4 separate regions of the Zea mays genome follow, and regions 1, 2 and 4 are each linked to region 3. The links are chromatin contacts, called in public Hi-C maps. All regions are on one chromosome and are shown on one strand. Each heading gives the region's core, a stretch centred on a gene start, on an enhancer-like site or on the middle of the called end of the contact. The rest is flanking DNA. Distances are from core to core; before and after follow the strand shown.

Region 1 (4,789 bases), core at 1,552-4,051, 240 kb before region 3:
ATATATATATAATTTATTTATTTAATATTTGACAAGAACGCATGTTTCCAAACGTAATATATATATGGTTATATTTAATATAATTATATTTGATATATATTGTCGGAGAGGGAATTCTCCGACCGGGTGGCGGAATGCACCCGCCCTAAATCCTAAAATGAGGAAGGGGCTTAAGCGTTTTGCCTGTCTTGCTAAGCGATCACCGAGCACATGAACACGCGAGGATTTAGAGTGGTTCGGGCCGCCGGAGCGTAATACCCTACTCCACTGTGTATTGGATTGCTGTGTAAGCTTGAGAGCTGAGAGTCTCTGTCTAAGTTTGGTCCCTCTTTTTCTCCCCCCCCCCCATTGTAACGTTGCATCCCTCCCCTTTTATAGCTAAGGGGGGCATGTACAAGGGTACTGAGCCCCAACATGTGGGCCCAGGAACATAACGGATGTAGTACTTAGAGCTACTAATGTTCACCGCTCGAGCAATCTTCTTGCGCCCTGACATCCGAGATCTGCGTAGTATCGGCGTGCAGGGGAAGCTTCTCGTATAAGGGATAATGGACACAGTGCGCCGCGCAGCACGGGCGCACTGTTTGACAATGGACTAAACAGGCGCGCCGTCTGTAGGATGGCCCTGGCGCCACCTGCCAGCGGAGTGGACAGGACGCATTAAATGCTGAGGGGGCACATCGCCTGTCAGCAGGGTGGACAGGCGGCGCGTCCTCTCCGCAATAAATGCAGAGACCGCGCGGCCTAGAAGCCTTACGTCAGGCCCCGCCCGCTGGCTTACGTCACGGGCAACAAGCCACGCGGCAGCAGCGGGTCTCCGCCTGAGCGGGGAGCGCAAGCGCATAGGATAAGGACTGACACGTGTCAGTACCGGTCCCTTGCTTATGCCAGGGTATCCCCTGTCCCGGGACCTCGTTGTGGCCCGGACCTTATTCAGAGGGATCTGGACCCCATCCAAGGGATCCGGCATGCTTACTTGGGAGTCCCGGACCGTAACCGGGGGTTCGGGTTGTGCGTACAGGGGTCCGGTGCTTCCTCGCGGAGGTCCGGTCCAACTAATACATCCTGGGATGTATCATCTTTTCTCGCCACGTGGTGCCCCTTGAGCCGTCCACGTGGTGGGGTCGGGCGCTGTTTACCGTGCGGCTAGAGATCGTCGTACTGGCACCACGTCTTCATACTGTAGTAAAGGGTACCCTTGATTCAGGGTACCGACATATATATATATATATAATAATAATAATAATAATAATAATAATAATATGGTGCCAAACATAGGATAGAGTCTTCACACTAGAACCAAACAGAAAAAAAGAGCGGCTCTGTTCTGATTGCCAAACACAGAATGGAGCCATTCCATACTCAGAATCTAGAATAGAGTCATTCCGTCCAAATAGGCTCTGGAACCAAACACTACCTTGATCACATTGGGAACATCTGTCTGGATGAGGCAGGCCTCTTCTAGTAAGCCGATTAGAAGTCCAACATCTATTTCTTCCAGCCAGCCACATAAACATCTTGCATTCAGCCACATAAACATCTTGCATTTGTTTGGTGCCCATGTTTTCCGGATTCTCTTCCATGGTTCAAAGGTAGTAGAACCCTCAAAGCATTTTTTTTCTCGAAAACTCAAAGCATGTGTTCTTCTAGACCTTATAAGATTTGAGTAAGGATCATTTTGTATTTCTGTATTAGAACAGTCAGTTTGCACTCTACGAGTTTGCAGATCACTGAGATGTTAGGCACCTTGTCGTTAAGTTAAATAATACATTTAAATGCACATATGGAAATATAACCTAATAAGCGCTTTGTTTCCTTTCAGGTACCACATACCACGCGAATGGTTGCAAGAGTCAGGCAATCTATTGGTACTCTTCGAGGAAACAGGGGGAGACCCATCTCAGATATCGCTGGAGGTTCATTACACCAAGACAATCTGCTCAAAAATATCTGAGACTTACTATCCTCCCCTTTCTGCCTGGTCACGTGCCGCCAACGGTCGCCCCTCAGTAAATACGGTAGCACCAGAGCTTCGCTTGCAGTGCGATGACGGGCATGTGATCTCGAAGATTACATTTGCGAGTTACGGGACCCCTACAGGAGGTTGCCAGAACTTCTCTGTAGGGAATTGCCATGCATCGACTACTCTAGACTTGGTGGTAGAGGTAAGTTTGACGAGCACCAACATGCATCTTGTAGACATAGACATATATCTGTTCTCAGCAACTTGGCCTCTGTTATCTCTGCACATGTTAATCCTGTATATGCGTCCATGAAACACAAATAAACAAAGGCAATGATTTCATTTGAAAAATCCACCAGACATCAAACCTGTAATACTCACTTTACTGTATTCCCAGGCCTGCGAAGGCAAGAACAGATGCGCGATCAGTGTTACCAACGAAGTATTCGGAGATCCATGCCGCAAAGTCGTCAAGGATTTGGCAGTTGAAGCCGAGTGCTCCCCGCCATCGGTTAACCAAGAACCTCGATACGATATATGATCACGGTACTGTATTGTGGTGCTCAGGTCTTGGTGGACGTTGCCGCAGCTTTGCAGGGCCGTGCACAATGGTCCTGCATCGTTGTCTCCTATACCTCTGCACCCATATTATATGTAAACAGTGACCTACATGTAAATCTAAAGAAGAGGAGGGATTGAAAAGAAATGAGATGGAAAAGGAATAAAGTTGCTTTTATTACAAATGGTCATTCCTGTGAACCGTCTGGCTTACTCCTGTAAGGGCCATTCCTTTGGACTTCGGTCTACTTTTGTTTCCCTGTTGACACTTCTTCCACCTGTAGGCGGTCGACCAACCGCTGGTGGTGGTGATGCCCTTTTGATTGAGCCCATGTGCATTCTCCTGGCTCGGCGTGGACAGAGGAAAGGAAAAAATTTATTCCGAATTATTGCCATAGTTTCGTTTCTAAAATGGGACACCTTAACCTTTTAACTCTTGAACCCATTCAAATTATCTTCCTGCTTTGGTTTGGACTCTGGAGTGGTTTTGTTCTTTTTGAATTTTTTGGTAAATATTTGGTAATATATTTAAAGCACAAAAGATCTCTAGGTTTTTTTTGTCCATGCCATTATATTTGGGTTTTTTACATGGGTGACCTTAGTTGTGACCAGGTGCTCAATTTTGCCCCTAGTCTGAGGAACTCCTCGTTTCTACCCTCCCACGTGTAAAAAAATATCATAACACTGCTTGGCCATCGTTTCCGTGACTCTGATGCCGTTACTGTGACCTGCATGTGGGCCCCGCGACCCCTCTCCATCCAAAATTCCCCAAATTCAATCTTTACTCGTCGGCCCTGACGCCCCTCCAAGCTTCCCACCGTCGGCGGCACCCGATGCCCTTCATCACCCCACTGCCGGTGGCACTGGGCTTGGCGCCCCCCCTCCCCCACCATCTTCTTCCCCACTGACGCGCTCCCGACGCCCTTCATCTCCCCACCGATGGCGGCACTTGGCTTGGCGCCCCCCTCCCCACGATCTTGTTCCCCACCGACGCGCTCCCGACGCCCCCGCCAAGCTCGCCTCCTCCCCATCGTCGTTTGCTCGGGGCTCGGCGCGCCTCCTCCCCACGTCGATACTGCTCGGCGCGTCTCTCGATCCAAATCGGCCAGCCTCATCTTCTCCCGATCCAAATCTGCCAGCCCCATCTTCCTCCTCGAATCGCCGAGAAGGACGCTCCTGTAGGCCGCATCCCTGCTCCCCCACGGATCCACGAAGCGGCAGCCTCTCCAGACGAGCTTCTTCTCCGACGCCGCAGCAGGCCTGGAGGAGCGTCTTCACCGTGGAGGAGCGCCCGCAGCAGGCCTGGAGGGCTTCTTCGTCGTGGGCCTCCTCTATGCCTGTGCCGCCCTGCTCCACGCCCCGTCTCCCTACACCCTACGCGCCATCTTCCTAGGCTCCGGCGTCCTCCTCCCTGCTCCCTACGCCCAGCCCCGTCCGCCCGACAACTGGCAGCACATCGGGCCTGTGCAGTGTGAAGGTCTTGACGAGTAGTCAAGCCGCGACACGCTACTCGCCCCTTCGAAGACGAACGGGATTTGGGGAGCACGAGCACCAACTCCACCCGCGACGTAAGTCACTTTCTCCTCCTCAAGCTTGCTGTTTCTGAGCTTGCAGACAACACTACGAAAAATTGGACACTGTGTGTGGTTCATTTCAGTATTGAAAGGTAGCTTGCTTGCTGTTTGTATTGTGAATCTGAAGTGTGGTACTCATTCCACCTTCAGAGCTCATCATATTCCTGTTGTTTTCTACGTCAACTTGCCTCTTGCTCAATACTTTGCATCTTTAATCACATGTACTTAGATTAATGATACATATATCATAGGGTGCAAGATTGTTGCATTCTTGCTTCAGGATGTGTGGTACTCATTCCACTAGGTGAGGGGGGCTGAGCTGCACCACAATTCTCATATTGTATATAAAACTAAAAGACAGTGATAAGCAAATAGAGAAGAGAGGATGTGTAACTGTAATCTAATCACTTATCTGCGCAAAGATTTCTTGTTTTCATTGTTGCGATATAACAGTTGTTGCTAACTCAAATGCTAAACTGTTTGTGTTTACTAGCATGGATTCACGCATGTCGCGGGCAAGCGGCTCCTCTAATGGAGGACAAGGATGGCCCAGTTATGGTCCGGTGTCGCTGATCCGCTGCCCCAAATGTGAAAGGTCAGAGTCGCTCGTGAGACTAAGATCGAAAAGGTGGGAGAACGACAACTTTGGTCGAGAGTTCGTGAAGTGTGAAAGCAAGCCATATCGAGATAATAA
Region 2 (5,153 bases), core at 1,315-3,814, 140 kb after region 3:
ATTCATCAATACACGGAAAATTTGTCTTGTGGTCATTGATCTAGTAATCATGCTTCCTCCAGAGTCCACAGTAAGAAACACAAGGATGGCAGAAATTAAGTATCCATTGAGACAATCATGTGTGTATATTGAAGTTCTTTGACGTGCCCAAACCTACATTTCAATTAAACATTAGGCTGCTTTAAACTGGAATATAACACATCTACAAGCATAACCAACTATAGTTTAGGTGAAGTATACCTTTACCAACACCAAGGCCTCTTGCAAAGCTTTCCAGTTAGCAAAGGTGCTACTAATAAAGTTTGCATTTTCCTCCAAAAACATATCCTCCAATATGCTACAATTATACTTTGGTGTGGGTAGGTTTACACCATCTGAAATGCATATCCAATCAGCAAAGTTTCAAAGAAAAAATTATATAACTATGCTAAAGGACAAAAGTACGGTACAACGACACTAGTTTCAAAGAACAAGAAAGCTTATTAGCATCACAATGGAATTGAACATATGTAAATCAGTTGTATTACCTTTTGTATATGCACGGACATTATTTCTTGTTGATACATTCAACTTTGAAACGTTGAACAAAGAATCCGCAGTTGGGATTATTCTTACATGGAATCCAGGAAGGTCTACAATTTCGGTCGCTGCACCAATGGAATGGAAGTTAAAAGAATGAGGGGAGCAAAATGACAAAAATGTCACTTGCAGAAGTATCCAATGTTTTCAAGTCGTCCCTATTAATCATGATTAGTCGCAATTAATCGTCCAAGTCGGTTTGGAACAATCGCGATTAATTACCAAGTCGTCCGACTAATTGTGATTAATCGCGATTAATCGCCCAAGTCGGCCAGCCAGAACGACTAGCAAGTCGTCCGACTTGAAAACATTGGAAATATCAGATTCGAGTGCGCCAATGATGTGAAAAAAGGGGAAGGTTGATAGAAGAATAACCTGGATATACATGAAGCACGGGCTTTCGAGCCTCATCTTGGAGGGTAGACCATGAAACTTTGCGGATTAATTTAGAGCACCTCAAGTTTTTCTCGACGACACAGAGGTAAAGACACCTCTTTGCATGGTACCGGTGATTTAGGAAATCCTTCTCGTGGAAGCATTCCTGTAGTAAATGCATACAAAGCAAATCACACAACAATCTAAAACCAAAATTCTGTTTAATCGCTTCCAAAAACAGCAGTCTTGATTCTAGTTGGAAAGCAAGATAAAAGCATGAGAAGAATCCTCTTGGTAACCATAGCAAGCTCATTTTCCATTAGAATACCCACTACCCAGAGACTTATGAATTCTGAATGGTGCATTCCATGTTAGGCATCTTCACAGCCCTAACATGTTAATTCTGTTTCAAATGACATTGGTGAAATTTGAATCTTTTTTGTAATAGGATATTCAGATGATTTCTTTTGTTAAGGACCAGTCTTTGTAAGCTGGTCACCCCAGCAGACCAGCAGTTGTACCAAACTAGTTGCTGAGAGAACTCTTTTTGGAAAAAGAAAAGATTGATAAAAGGAAGTTACCTTGATTGAACATTGAGGCATCACTTATTCTACTTATAATCTTTCTAACAAACAATATTTTGCTGAGAAGATTTGATTGAACAATTTAGCATAGCTCAGCAGATATATGTCAATCAAATAAAACTAAATGTTTGTGAAGAAGGAAAACTAGTGTCACCTAGAGTAAACGTAGAGAAAATCCATACTTCCCAACAACACTTTCCCTTCAGTTTATTTGAGTATAAGAAGTACAATCGAATATAAGCACCTCTACCGCTGGGATTTGTTTGACAGCAGGCACATTGTACCAAGCAAAAATAAACAAGAACAAAGGCTTCATATCAACTGAAGTAAACAGAAAGAAAATGTTTAACGAACAAGCTGTGCGTTGGACAATAACGTAACCACTACGATGACATTGTTGTTTTAACCGGAAAGCATACATTCTTTATCAGATGACAATCCTGAAAGGTATAAACATAACGCTAGAAATTTGGAATGTAGAATGGACATCGCCCATCTGCCACAGTGGCATAACCACGGCAAAGAATCCCATGAAAAATAAACAACTCCTCTGTTGACGGTAATACAAAACAAGTTACTGGGAGTGAATCAAGCAGGCGATGAGGCGAATGCGAAGAACGCCGCATACCTTTGGCAAGCGTACGAGGAGGTCGGCAGCGACTTCGGGCCTCGCGACCGCGCCGGCCGCGTGGCTCCCGGCGAGACGCACCACCTCCGGCGGACGGAAGGTGAAGGAAAGCTTCTCGGTTTCCAGTCCCAGGTCCCTCAAAAAACCCCGCGCGGCCTCCGGCGTCGCTTGCTGCTGTGGCACCCTCTTGATGAGCTCCGCGACGGCGTCAACGGCCTCGGCGGCGGCGAGCATGGCCGCCGCGCTCGGCCGAGCTTGCTCCACGAGCGCGGAGAGCTTGCGATCGATGGAGTGCTCGGAGGCGACGGTGGCGGCCATGGTTGGCTTCGGTGATCGCCGGCGGGAGGAAAGGCCAGTGCGGTCGCGGGTTTAGGGTTTAGCCATAGCCACGCCTGTTTTGGAATGAGAAATACCACTATAGGGTCCAAAAGGAAAAAGGAAGGCCCATGAATGAAGCACGTGAGGTCCGACTCTTGTATGGTGGGGCGGTCCGGCCCAACAGGAAGAATTTGATTGGACACGTCGGTTTTAGGGCACTCTCTATACTTAGAGCATCTACAAATAGTGTGTTCGGTTTGAGGAATGGAGTGATCCATTTCTTCTCACTCCTCACTTTTTTATTTGGTTTGTGGAATAGAATGGGTTCATCCATCACCACCTCATTCCTCATAAGCTAATAATTAGTATATAGATGAGGAGTGGGTTGATTCCACCAAAATTGATGGAATGAACTTATGATGCATCACCTCATGAAGTATAGAGTGACTCCACAAACCAAACACACTAAAAAGCTCCCCAAAAGTCTCCCCTAAATCTAGTTTTTTGGAAAAAAAATACAAAAACATGTCTCTAACAGTTTCTCTAAAGCGCTCCCAACTTTTTATAACCCTTAAAACTCCCTCATTTGTAGCTACAAATAAAGGGTTTTTTGGGCTTCCCGGAAACAATCTGCCGCTTTAAGAGGTCTGTTGGAGAAATGATTAAAATCTACCTACACTAATTATTTAGATGTCCCTTAAGACTGACTTTGAGGAGTCATTTTCTGGGACCTCTTGGAGATTCTCTTATATATACTACTCTATTAAGAACCTAATATGGCCACCTTGTGCTACACAGCTTCACCCTCACCACACCTAGCGTCCGCAAAAAATAGTGCAAAGCGAGCATTCCAACTCACTCTCTATTCCATAAACTTGGGGCTAACCATCAGACCACACATACATTAGTGTTTAGAAATAAACAATAATTATATTTGTAGTCTAGGCACCGCTCCCACGCTCTCCCGGCTCGTAGCAACGCACGGGCACATGCCTAGTAATCTATTAAAAAATTAATGTGGGCCCACGCTACCACACCGTGCAAAAATAGTGCAAAAAAGTATCACACCCGGGTTTTAGGGACGCAGACGTGAGCATAATCACCAAGTATGCTAGGACCAAGTCTTACACATATGATGAATCATGGTACAGAAACGAACATCACATCTTTACTATATAATAGGAGTTCTATACAAGATAGTTAAATATTTACATCATACGAAGACAACGATCCAGCAACCACAGTTGACTGGGAGACGACGGCCTAGACCACTCACGAACTCATCGCAGCATCATTCATGTGTCTCATCCTGCGGTACCTGTTCTTGACCTGGGGTTATGAGACAGCAAGGGTGAGCTCACATGCATTTATCGCTCGATAAGTCGTGGAGAATAATTTGCATGAACTCGCCACAGGTGGGAGCTAATGTGAAGTATAAGGCTTACCCAAGAGGATGGTTAAAGTTGAGTATTGCTTTTAAAGTTGGTCAAAATTTTATTAGCAGTTACTAAGTATAAGTAGATACCAAACCAGAGTAATAATAGATCAAAAATAATAGTAAACCACAAGGCGATGCAAATGACAAATTGAATTAAATTTCATAAATTAATCATGCAAGAGTCTTGAGCTGCTCATGACCACGAGCTCGGCTAGTATACCAGTTTTACACTCTGCATAGGCGGTACCCTTTACCCACAAGTCATGTTACACATCTGCCACGGGGTTGTACGGGCCCATACACCTCTACCAAGGAAGCGAGGCAGGGTAACACTACGAGGCCTTTACAAAGTTCCACTAGCTTCCGAAAACCCGCTACAGTTCTAGGAAGAGCAATGCAGTAATCCCCCGTCTGACCGCCATCACAGCAAAATCAACCCGGAAACCTCCCTACACCCCTACTCCCCTACTGCCCTTGCCCTTTCGGGTAAGGTAGTCTTGAACTAGCTTTCCTAGTTAGTCAGCCAAGGGCGTCCCATTCCACCCTTGTGGCGGCACGTGTTTCTCAAGTTAAGCTTGATATTCCAATTAGTATAATGATCTTGTCACGAACAATAAGTAAAACAACAATATAATTGGAACATGATCATAATGTAATATTAATCCTAAAACCATATAGAGCAATAGCAAAGACTACCCAAAAGTTCAAGGATAAACAAGGTGTAATGATGGCCAAACTAGGTGATCTATTGGGTCCCATCAAAATTAAGTCTATGCATGGTAAAATAATTATAAAGAACATAAATGGGTAAATAAAAGTGATCAACGGCACAACTTACCTGGGACTTGAGATTCTAGGTACCAGGATGATCTTCAGATTTTCGTGACCTCACTGTTATTCGTAGCAATACAAACAAACAGTGTAGAGGCAAAATTAACAACACACAAAACATAAGCACAAACTACATAATAATATTCTACATGTCGTAACGAGATCGTGGGCTCGAGAATTATTAATTTCGAAGTTACGATTATACAGATATGATTTTCTAAAGTATTAGGTGATTAAATAGTGAAAATATATATTCTACGTTGATTAATACTCAGCAGGTGCGAAAATATCACAAAGAAATAGCCCATTCAATATTAGTCTAAGCTATAACTTGATTATAGATATTTTAGTCAAGTTATAGATGGTTCGAATTAACCTGTTACATTAATCTTTAGATTAG
Region 3 (5,052 bases), core at 604-3,103:
CTAACAACATTGGTTACAATTATCTCTCTGGATACAGAAACCCTAACTCACCCCAAAACCAAATCAAGCGTAGCACATGTGGTTCAGCTGTGCAAGTGGCCCAAGCATCCAGCAGTCATCAGAGCCAAGGATAGCTACGAATCAAACCTGATCTGGGGGGCCGAGGTTCGTCTAGGATGGAATGAAGGCAGCACCAGTGTCCTTCAGGTCTTGTTGTGGTCAATGGATCTCAAACTCGGAGAAATCGTCCACGCCTCTAGATCCGGCGACGGCCTCAGATCTGAGGATTCGCTACAGGAAGGCCCACCTGAGGAGGCCAACGGTGGCGCATGGCCCGGCGAGGGCCACTGGTCCTGAATGGGCAGTGCTGGCGGCGGGCGGTACGACGAGTCTGGCCGGCACGACGGCGTGGCGGTTGGCGGCAGGAGCGAGTCGCCCTCGCCGACACCGACGGAATCGCCTTCCATGGTGACTGCGGAATCGCCTTCCGGGGCAGAGGGATACCCAATCCATGCACGGAATCGCCTTCCATGGTGACTGCGGACGCCACAACGCGGACGCGGACGCGGATCGAGGGCGGGGGCGACGATCCGGGGCAGAGGGGTACCTGTCGCGGACGCAGATTGAGGGCCGGCGCGGCGAGGGGGGAGGAAGGTGCCGACGGTGTGGGGCATCGTCCAAGACAGCGGCTAGGGTTTCATCGGAGGCCGACGCCTTCATCTCCATATCAGGCAATGGCGGCGGGATCCGGGCCGAGGAGGAGGCAGGCGCGTAGAGGGAGCGTGGCGAGTCTCGGGCGGGCGGGGGAGGAGGCGCAGGCACGGCGGTTGTCGCGGGGGAGCGTGAGCACGGCGGCGGGGGAGGCAGGGGTGGGTCGGGGTCTCGGGTGGAGACGCGGGCGACTTCAGAGAGACAGGCGCGGGGCACGGTGTCGCGGGGCAGAACCGTGCGCCATCCAGTGGTGTGGACGCCTACAATAGGCACATAATTAGTAGTAAAGATTTGGAGTTGCTCTTAGACCATTCTTAGCAGGAGTTTCATACTCATTAAATATGGTGACACATCATTATGTATGATGATATGACAATGTAATTTTGAGGAGAGAGACAAAGTGAGTTTTATGGGAGATGACAGCGGTTACCTAGTTGAAAGTCGATGTGGCAGCATTGGAAACCGTGTATGAAACTCATGACCAAGAATGGTCTTAGTCCTCTATATTAAAACTTAGGTCCAGTTTGGTTTCTCTCGATTACAAGAATATCCGTTCCACACAAAATGCAAGAAAAAATGCAGCAAGTGCTTGATAACCAGAGATAGTTTCTTGCGGCACATTATCCAAGGTGAAAAATTGTTAATGTTTTGTTCACCATACGAATTCTACAAGCCGGATTCAGAGACCGTGTAAAGTAGAGGATACGGCAATGTAGATGATAAATATTTAGTAAATTTTAAAAATGTCAGATGAGATAAAGAAATGGTAGGGCGCCACCTTATCTTATCCGCTCGTTTCACACCGGTGAAAAGCGTTAACGAAAACTCTCGCACCACCAAACTGAGCGAATGACACATGAGGCTGAACGTCCCGTTCCGTTGCACGGGCCCGCATAGCAGTGGAACAGCTAGATATCGCCTCCCGCTCCCATTACGGCAGTACGCTCCTACGCACCCGCTCACCTGCCTATCGCCCTGTGGGCGGGAACTCTGAAATTCGAAATCTGCGCCTCCTTCCGCTGCAAGCCTCCGCACCGCGGTCACCGCCACGGCGGCTCCACCGCGCTCACGCTTGCTGGCCCCACCGCTCAGTGTACGAATTACCGCTTGGCTATCTTCGAAGAACTAGCAGCAGTGCAGCACGCGGCCTCGGTCCCCCACCCGAGGAGCCGCCACGCACCCCCTGGGTCCCCTCCACCGCCCGCCGGCGTTCCCACTTCAATTCGCCCAGCGCCCCTTTCTCCTCCCGAAAGGCAGGGCAACCCTACAAAACGCTGTCTCGGCTTCGCCGTCCAGCGGAACAGTGTACGGGAGCAGTTCGTCGCGTGTGTCGCGTCGCGTTGCGTTGCGCCACCCACTAATTCGAACGGACGGGACTGGGATTCGAAATTTCGAACACGCGCCGCCTGAGAGAGAGAGAGAGAGTGAGAGAAAGAGAGAGAGAGAGCAGGAGAGATGGTCAGGCCTTTGTGATCTCCCGCGGGGCTGGAGGTGTGCGGGGATGGATCTCGCGGGGATGAAGCGGCGGGAGCTCCAGGCGCTCTGCAAGCGGCACGGCCTCCCCGCCGGGGGCACCAACGCCGACCTCGTCGGACGTCTCGACGCCGTGCTTTCGGTAAGGACCCCCGTACGGCAGTAATCCTCGTCGAGCCGCCAAGTGCTCGCGGAAACGCTCCGCACATTCGATTTGTTTTTTTTCTTAATGGAAATGTTTGGGGGCTACTGCTCTTTCTAACGCTGTTGTTGGGTTTTGCTTCCTTGCTCTCGCAGGGGCCCGCTGTTGTGGAGGAGGAGGTTGCCGGAGTGCCGGCGAGGAAGGGGTGTCTGAAGCAAACGGGCGGAGGTGCCACCGAGGCCAAGAAGGTTACTTTTGGGGCGGAGGTAGGGAAGGCCAGGAGACTGAGGTCTCGGGTCATATGGTCGCCGGTCGTTGCCAAGACAAGGGGGAAGTCTGCTCGAGCCGGTACTGATTCTGCTGCTGAAGACGGTATTTCTGCAGATGTGGGCGCTGATGTCCCAGTGAGGCGGTCCAGGAGGAATTCGTTCAATCCTGCCGAGGCTGAGGAAGCAGGAGAGGCTGTTGCTGTTGACAGGAAGCCCAAGCGCAAGAATCAGGAGAATGACGAGGGCGTTGCTGTTATCGCTCAGGCTAGAGTTACGAGAAGGTCAAATTTGGAGTGGTCTGCTACTGTATTGCCTCCTGCTGTTGAGAAGAAGAGAGGGAGGCAGAATGCAGCTGAGTCTGATGTGCAGAAGTCCGCTCTGGTGGAAGTAACAGCTAGGACTACAAGGTCTCGCTCAATCGTACCTGTTGTGGTGCCACCCACTGTGGTTGAGAACAAGAGGAGGAAGACTGGAGATCCACAAACAACTGTAGAGTTGACTATGCTTTCAGATGTGCCCAGAAGTGATTTTCCTGCCACCAGGTCTTTAAGGAACAAAATTGTCCACGTTAACAACAGCGTCGTGGACGAAACTCACACTACCAGGCAGTTGGAAAACAAGATGCGTCCGTCTACTCGTAGGCATCAACAGGTTGCATCTTCTCCGGAGGATAAAGGTCAAAAAATTCCTGCTACCAGTAAGTCCCCTCTACTGAGGTGGTCACGGAGAAACTATTCTGAGGCCAATAGTGCAAATTCAGTAAACATCAAATTGGCCAAAGACTCGAGCACAGCTCAGCCATTGGCACACCATAATTCTCATTCTGAAGATTTGGAGAAACAACCAGCAGTTAAAGAACCAATTAAACGGTCAACACGTAAATCTATTGCTTTGGCTGCACTTGAGAAAGAGAAGGATGTAATTGAAGGAAAGAACCCTGAAGCACATGTTAGGCGATCAACGAGGAAATCAGTTGTGCAGGTTAAAGATACCAAAAGTATTGTTGAAGAGACTCAATATGCTAACAGTGAAGATGTGGCGAAGCAACCAGCAACTAAAGGACCTGCTAGGGGGCTGAGACGTAAATCTGTTATCACAGAATTGCATGAGAAAGAGAAGAGTCTCATTGCCGAAAAGAACATGGAAACAGATGAAGCGATATTAACGCGGAAGCCTGTAATCCCAGTTAAAAATATTAAAGCTGTTGGTGAAGGAATTCAAATTGGTAAGGGCAAAGATGTGGATAAACAATTTGTTGTGAAGCAACCTACTAGGCGATCATCGCGCAAATCTGTGCTGCCTGATATGCTTGAGAATAATAGTGGACTTCTAGCACCCAAAATGAATGCTGAGATGAATGTTAGGAGATCAACACGGAAGTCTGTTCTTCCTGACATGCATAATGAGAAGCAAGATCACCATAAAATGGCTAGAAATGAGAACTTGCAAAGTGGTAAATATCAAGATGGTGAGAAGCAACAGAAAGTAAAAGATTCTATTAGGCAATCAAGGAGATCTATCGCTACAGTGCTACTTGAGGGACAAAATAATGATGAAGGAAAAAAGTTCAAAAATCCTACGAGGAGGACAACACACAAATCTCATGCCCTTAATGCAGTTGAAGAGGTCAGCATGGATCACATTGAAGTTGGTGAAGAAGGCTTGAAATTGAGGAAGCGCAGTAGGTTTTTGCTGGAAATATCATCTTCAGCTAATGTTTCCTGGAAGCATCAGAATGCACAGATCTCTAATGAAAAAGATAACACAGAAGGATCGCAGCAGGCATCAAATTGCACAACTTCAAAGAGAAGGTCTTCAAAGAAGAGACGAACAACTGCTCCAGAAGAAGTGATGCCTTTCAAGGTGGCAAATGATGACATAGTTATCATGGAAGAAACAAAGGACACACTTGAATATAATAATGAGTCTAGTAGTAAAGTTCAAGAAATTTGTCAGGTTAATGCTGCAAGAGAAGAGTTCTCTTCAGGTCCATTGCTTGTAACAGTAGCTCCTAGTGACGAAATTTGCACAGTGCAGAGTGTAGCTGTGGTGATACCTGGGTCAGAATCTGGTGACGATGCAAATCAAAGTTCTGATAAGAGTAAGCAACCTCAGGAACATTCTGTCACTCAAACTGTTGATGACCATTTATCTGAAACAAGAAGTGGGAAATTAGATCAATCAACATGCATCACAGGATTAGTCTCTGACAATTGTGTTGTCTCAGAGGACAAAACATTGATGAGTGAAGGTGAGGTCAACATTTGGTGGTAATGGCATACTAGTTGTTAATTTATTCTCTGCATAGCCAAATCTATAGGCTTTAATTATGTTTAAGTTATATGGCATCACAATTGTATTATTATTTTTTGATCTTCTTTGGATGCTGGAAAGCTGGCATATTAATACCCTATTGATTTTGTGATGTTGTAATTAGCTTTGTCCATTATTGTCATG
Region 4 (4,797 bases), core at 870-3,369, 200 kb before region 3:
ATATAACCAACACCTTATAACATAAAATATTATAGTAATACTAAAAACCACGATATTTTCAAATACAAAAATACTTCACCTCTAAACAGTCTCTACGTGCTACGTCCCTACTCTCTACGTGCGTGTGGGGCCGCCTATTCTGACATGTGGGCTGTTGTCAGCGGCTTGGACGCGTGGTGCACGTGGGCGCATGCGGCGAGCCACACATGTGGCACCAAAACCTCCACCTCCAGTTGTTGTCCTTGTTCCGACAGCACTGCACAAGTTTGAGTTACCACACTTGGACTTATATTTGAGGTAGATCTAATTACTCCTTTTACTCCAGCTTACAAAGTCCTGACTAGTCACAGGCCAATCCATCCGATGTATAAGATTATTTCTGAGTTAATTTTTTATAATGGCAATGGCGCATGATGTACCAACATATTGAGAAGTATCTTCTACTTTTATTGTTTTCTCTAACTAACACGGTGACTTCTAGGTTTACAAAATTGATGTGATACTTGTTTTTATTAGTTAAATATTATCAACATGGAAATAAGTTTTCTATAAACATGTGTTCTCGAGAATAAACAAATACAATTATGATCACCGTAGAACTTCGCTTTTAAAATCCAAAAGAGCTTACTAAACCATTTAAGTTAAACTAGCAAAGTGCTCGTACCTTATTACGGTTTATAATTTTTATTATAAGTATAAAGTATAAAATATAAAGATATGTATGCTTTATTGATTAGTTGAGTGTGAATGTGAGGTTGGAGCCAACAACTACGGTTCAATTCAAATCCCAATTTATACATAATTTTAGTTTTTTTACTATTTAAATGTAGGAATGTAGTGAGTTAATTAAATATTAGAAATAATTCAAAGGGTAGAAGGGGGTACTATTAACTTATCTCTCATGTTATTTTACATGGTCCTATGAAAGTCAAAACTTCTCACCCTACAACCACCAATAGACGTGATGTAAAATATAATGATATAGGTTGTCTACTTATCTCTTAGCAAAGTGCCCGTACATTGCTATGATTTTCAATTATATTTGAATATAAAATATGTGTGCTCTGATGGCTAGATGAATGTGAATATGAGTTTAAAGTTAACAACCATGGTTTAAGTCTCCAATTTATGCATAATTCTTATTATTTTTACTATTTAAATATGAGGGACGGGGCAATGGAAACCGTGTAACTAGAAAAAACGGTGATTTAATACAATAGAGACCACACAATATATACTAAACACCCATTTTACCTAACAACAAATGTGCTTTCCCCTATTTTAGCTAAAATCTAAGAGGACTAAGTTGAATGTGAACCAAATTACTCTTGATTTTTCATCTTTTTTACATTCACGTCACATATTTACCTAAGGGCTGTTTGTTTGAGATTATAATATGTCTAGATTATATAATCCAACAAATTTTGAATAAATGTTAGTTTAAAATTTGTTGGATTATATTATGATATTATCTGGTCAGATTATAATTTTAAACAAACACCCTTTAACTCTATATATTAATGTAATGAAAACATGACGTATCTAGCGGACATCTAATATTCCTATTGTACCCAAATTGAAAAATCTCAAAAAATAGATTTCTTATATGTTATAAAATAGATTTTAATATCCGATGCACCTGGCACAATATGTATTCCACTCTAAATCTTAGTAAAAAAATATAATTATCTATATTCGAAATCTAAGTATCCGTATTCGAAATTTGTAATATGTTCGTATTTTTTTCATCTAGTTTCATCTTCAGTAAAATACATCTGGTCCTTAAACTTGTTGCTCTGCGTTATTCTGTTCCACAAACTTTTAAAATTGTGTCGGTACGTTTCTTAATCTCTAGGATCTCAGTTAAGTCCAAACGGCTCGTGGTTAATATATGAACCCCACATATCAACATGTGCATCGGTGAAAGAGAACCGAAAAAATGAGAGAAAGGAGATACAGATGCTCATACGGGTCTATATGTTAATCACGACCTGTTTAGATCTAACTAAGACCAAACAACGATTAATAACTGAACTAACACATTTTAAAAGTTTGGATCTAACAAGTTTAATAACTCAAAATGTATTATACTCTTTCATCCTTTCTATTTTTCCACACACACAGATGCCCCTCCCCGGTGGCAGGGTAAAACAGTACTTGTCCCGCCCCACGTCGCAGCGCCGTGTCCCTCTCGCCTTCTTCCCCACCCCACCCTACCCTGGCACCCACGCGCTCTTCAGATCAGATCGGCAAGGCCAATCCCGAGCAGTGGTGCGAAACCTCGAGCGCTCGCGCCGGTGACCATAACAAAGAGGAAGCCGCGGTAGCACTGGTAGCGGCAGCAGTAAGGGGGAGATGTCGTCGGCGTTCAGCGGCGATGAGACCGCCCCTTTCTTCGGCTTCCTTGGCGCCTCCGCTGCGCTCGTCTTCTCATGTACGTGCGCCGCCTCCTCGTCCTCACGTGTTATACTTTCGGTTGCATTGTTTCTTTCCGAATTTGAGTGGGGAAAAGGTTGGAGCCGATCCCGTCCTTTGCTCCGTAGTCCGATCTGCCACGATTCAGAGATTGGCGGTGCGATACTTGACGCGCGCCAGACCATTGTGTTATTTGATATGTTTTGAGAAATAAATGGAACATCAATTGAGAGAATTTGGGTTGGATCCATGTGGCTGGGACGTGTGAGGGCGAAATTTTTGGTGGTGAATGACATGATCTCCCTCTGTGTATGTGTGTGGCTCGCAGGCATGGGGGCGGCGTACGGGACAGCCAAGAGTGGCGTCGGCGTGGCGTCCATGGGTGTCATGCGCCCAGAGCTCGTCATGAAGTCCATCGTGCCCGTGGTCATGGCTGGTGTGCTCGGTATCTACGGCCTCATCATCGCCGTCATCATCAGCACTGGGATCAACCCCAAGGCCAAGCCATACTACCTCTTTGACGGCTATGCCCACCTGTCGTCTGGCCTTGCCTGTGGTCTTGCTGGGCTTGCTGCAGGCATGGCCATTGGCATCGTTGGTGATGCTGGTGTCAGGTGAAGACAATTGCTTTATCATATTGTGATATGCTTTGATGGTTTGGCTGATAATATGTTGGTAAATGCAGTAGTAATGGCAGGCACTTCTAAACCTCCATGTTGTCAATACGTGTTTGTAGACGAGTTTCTCTTCTATTGAAATACTTGATTTTTTAAAAAGGTCAAGTGAATATTACATTTACATCTGAAATGTTGTCTGGGGCTCTGGATTAAATAGGAGTTATTTCATATGCCTCAAATCTCACTTGACCTTTTGCATATTTATACCTTGACCACTTTCTAGTTAAGAATTTTGATAATGGTAAAATTGGACATGACTTTTAAAGGCAAACACCATATTTTATCGCACCATTGACATAAACCAAGCTTATTTGAGGTGTTTATACTTTATAGCTAGTTCGTTGATAAGCTGAAGTTGAACCTATGCTAGCTTGTCTATGCTGTTCATAGTGGTCCACTATTAATGTCATGACTACCATAGCAATCAAATCAGGAAGCTATCCTGTTTCTTATTGGTAACCATTGTTTCCTCTAGAAATTTAGTTTATAGTTATATATCGCTTCATGTTAGTTTAACTTACAAAACACATCTTATATCGGAAAAAGAATATAAAGAGGAAAAATATAAAGGGATGCATTTGTTGATGTATTATGTACTTTCAACTATGTTTGTCTCTGTTATTACCGATGTCAGCTATATAGCTGTCAGGGCCACGTCAGTGGCTAGACCATGCAGGAAGTTAGGGGCGAAATGTCCAGGATTTTCCTTTCTTATAAAGGGCCTCTAGCCGAGTTATAAAAATAAGGTTCGCTTGTTTAGTGGATAAGTAAAGCCTCTTTATATAAGGAGAGATGTATCAATCTAATCAAGCAAGGCCCATCTCCCATGTGTCTCTCTCCTGCCTGCTCCTTGTGCGCGACCACAACTCATGTGCGCCATCGGGGTACAAGTCCCGGCCATCGATCTCCTTCCGTACAACCTACCTAGCCGCGGTAGGATCCCAGATCCTACCAGTCATGGACCTCATGTTTTATATCCAGTAGGATTTCCTATCTGGCATGCATTCATATCTGAGACCACTTGCATTAACTCTGCTAATTTCCTGTATAGCATGTTTGAACCCCAGAGAAGGTTGGTGCTTGGTACCTAGTTGCTCTCGATGCTTTTAGTTGACGACATAATTCACTCAGTTGGTCTGGTGGTGTTTGAAAGGGGTTTGCAACTAATTTTATATCTGCATGCAGTAGATTGTTTTCAAATACTGTATTGAATTGGAAATATGCTGTTTGTAGGATTGGGTGTTGGTAATATTACTTCAGGTCAAAATGTCTTGTGTGCACCAACAGGCTATTTGCTTCTTTTTGTGTGGCTTCCAAATGTTGAAGTCATTTGAGTGTTCCACATGCCATTCAAAGAGTTGTCCTAGTTCGAAAATTATATTATCAACTGGAACCTGTCTACTCTAGACCGCAACATCTCTCCGTCCTAACACTTGTTCTTTTGTGCAGGGCGAACGCTCAGCAGCCGAAGTTGTTTGTTGGCATGATCCTCATCCTTATTTTTGCTGAAGCACTTGCCCTCTATGGTCTCATCGTCGGCATTATCCTCTCGTCTCGTGCCGGCCAGTCCCGCGCAGATTAGAGGCACGTTTCAGATGTCAACACCGTGCCGCCGACAGTTGCCTGGTCGTAGCTGGGTCATGTTCTATATCCATGAGACAAGAAGCTGGAGCACTTTGACTCTTTGAGAGGCTTACTTTTATGC

What was found. Hi-C and Micro-C count contacts between places; a contact is called where the count stands out from the background.
Region 1: a contact with region 3 is called in a Hi-C map of ear, with 2.4 times the contacts expected there. The contact joins the enhancer-like site here to the promoter of LOC100502303 in region 3. A contact is called at or near these places in 3 of 25 Hi-C or Micro-C datasets (bundle sheath, ear and leaf).
Region 2: a Hi-C map of an unstated tissue shows a contact between it and region 3, with 2.9 times the contacts expected there. The contact joins the promoter of LOC100280396 here to the promoter of LOC100502303 in region 3. A contact is called at or near these places in 5 of 25 Hi-C or Micro-C datasets (ear, endosperm, leaf and 2 more).
Region 4: a Hi-C map of tassel shows a contact between it and region 3, with 2.5 times the contacts expected there. The contact joins the promoter of LOC100282032 here to the promoter of LOC100502303 in region 3. A contact is called at or near these places in 4 of 25 Hi-C or Micro-C datasets (ear, leaf and tassel).

What each region holds. Positions count from the first base shown.
Region 1 is chr3:143,079,145-143,083,933 of Zm-B73-REFERENCE-NAM-5.0, forward strand. LOC100274607 (beta-galactosidase 15) reads left to right here. Exons shown (of 19, transcript XM_008676212.4): 18 at 1,823-2,165; 19 at 2,361-2,763. The coding sequence ends at 2,504. It also overlaps the pseudogene LOC109945109. Among protein-coding and RNA genes, the nearest start is that of LOC109945110, 27 kb to the right of the region's middle. Within about 2 kb of position 2,802, at least 13 of the 20 cell types and tissues checked have an H3K27ac peak or open chromatin away from gene starts, as enhancers often do. A contact at or near this core is called in ear, where this site is marked.
Region 2 is chr3:143,458,632-143,463,784 of Zm-B73-REFERENCE-NAM-5.0, forward strand. It overlaps LOC100280396, which reads right to left and starts at 2,565. Exons shown (of 25, transcript NM_001348338.1): 1 at 2,167-2,565; 2 at 955-1,120; 3 at 528-647; 4 at 241-374; 5 at 1-153. The coding sequence starts at 2,484.
Region 3 is chr3:143,315,870-143,320,921 of Zm-B73-REFERENCE-NAM-5.0, forward strand. LOC100502303 reads left to right here and starts at 1,854. Exons shown (of 26, transcript XM_020549992.1): 1 at 1,854-2,326; 2 at 2,482-4,846. The coding sequence starts at 2,213.
Region 4 is chr3:143,113,464-143,118,260 of Zm-B73-REFERENCE-NAM-5.0, forward strand. LOC100282032 (vacuolar ATP synthase 16 kDa proteolipid subunit) reads left to right here and starts at 2,120. Exons shown (of 3, transcript NM_001317913.1): 1 at 2,120-2,434; 2 at 2,744-3,029; 3 at 4,542-4,797. The coding sequence starts at 2,356. The coding sequence ends at 4,674.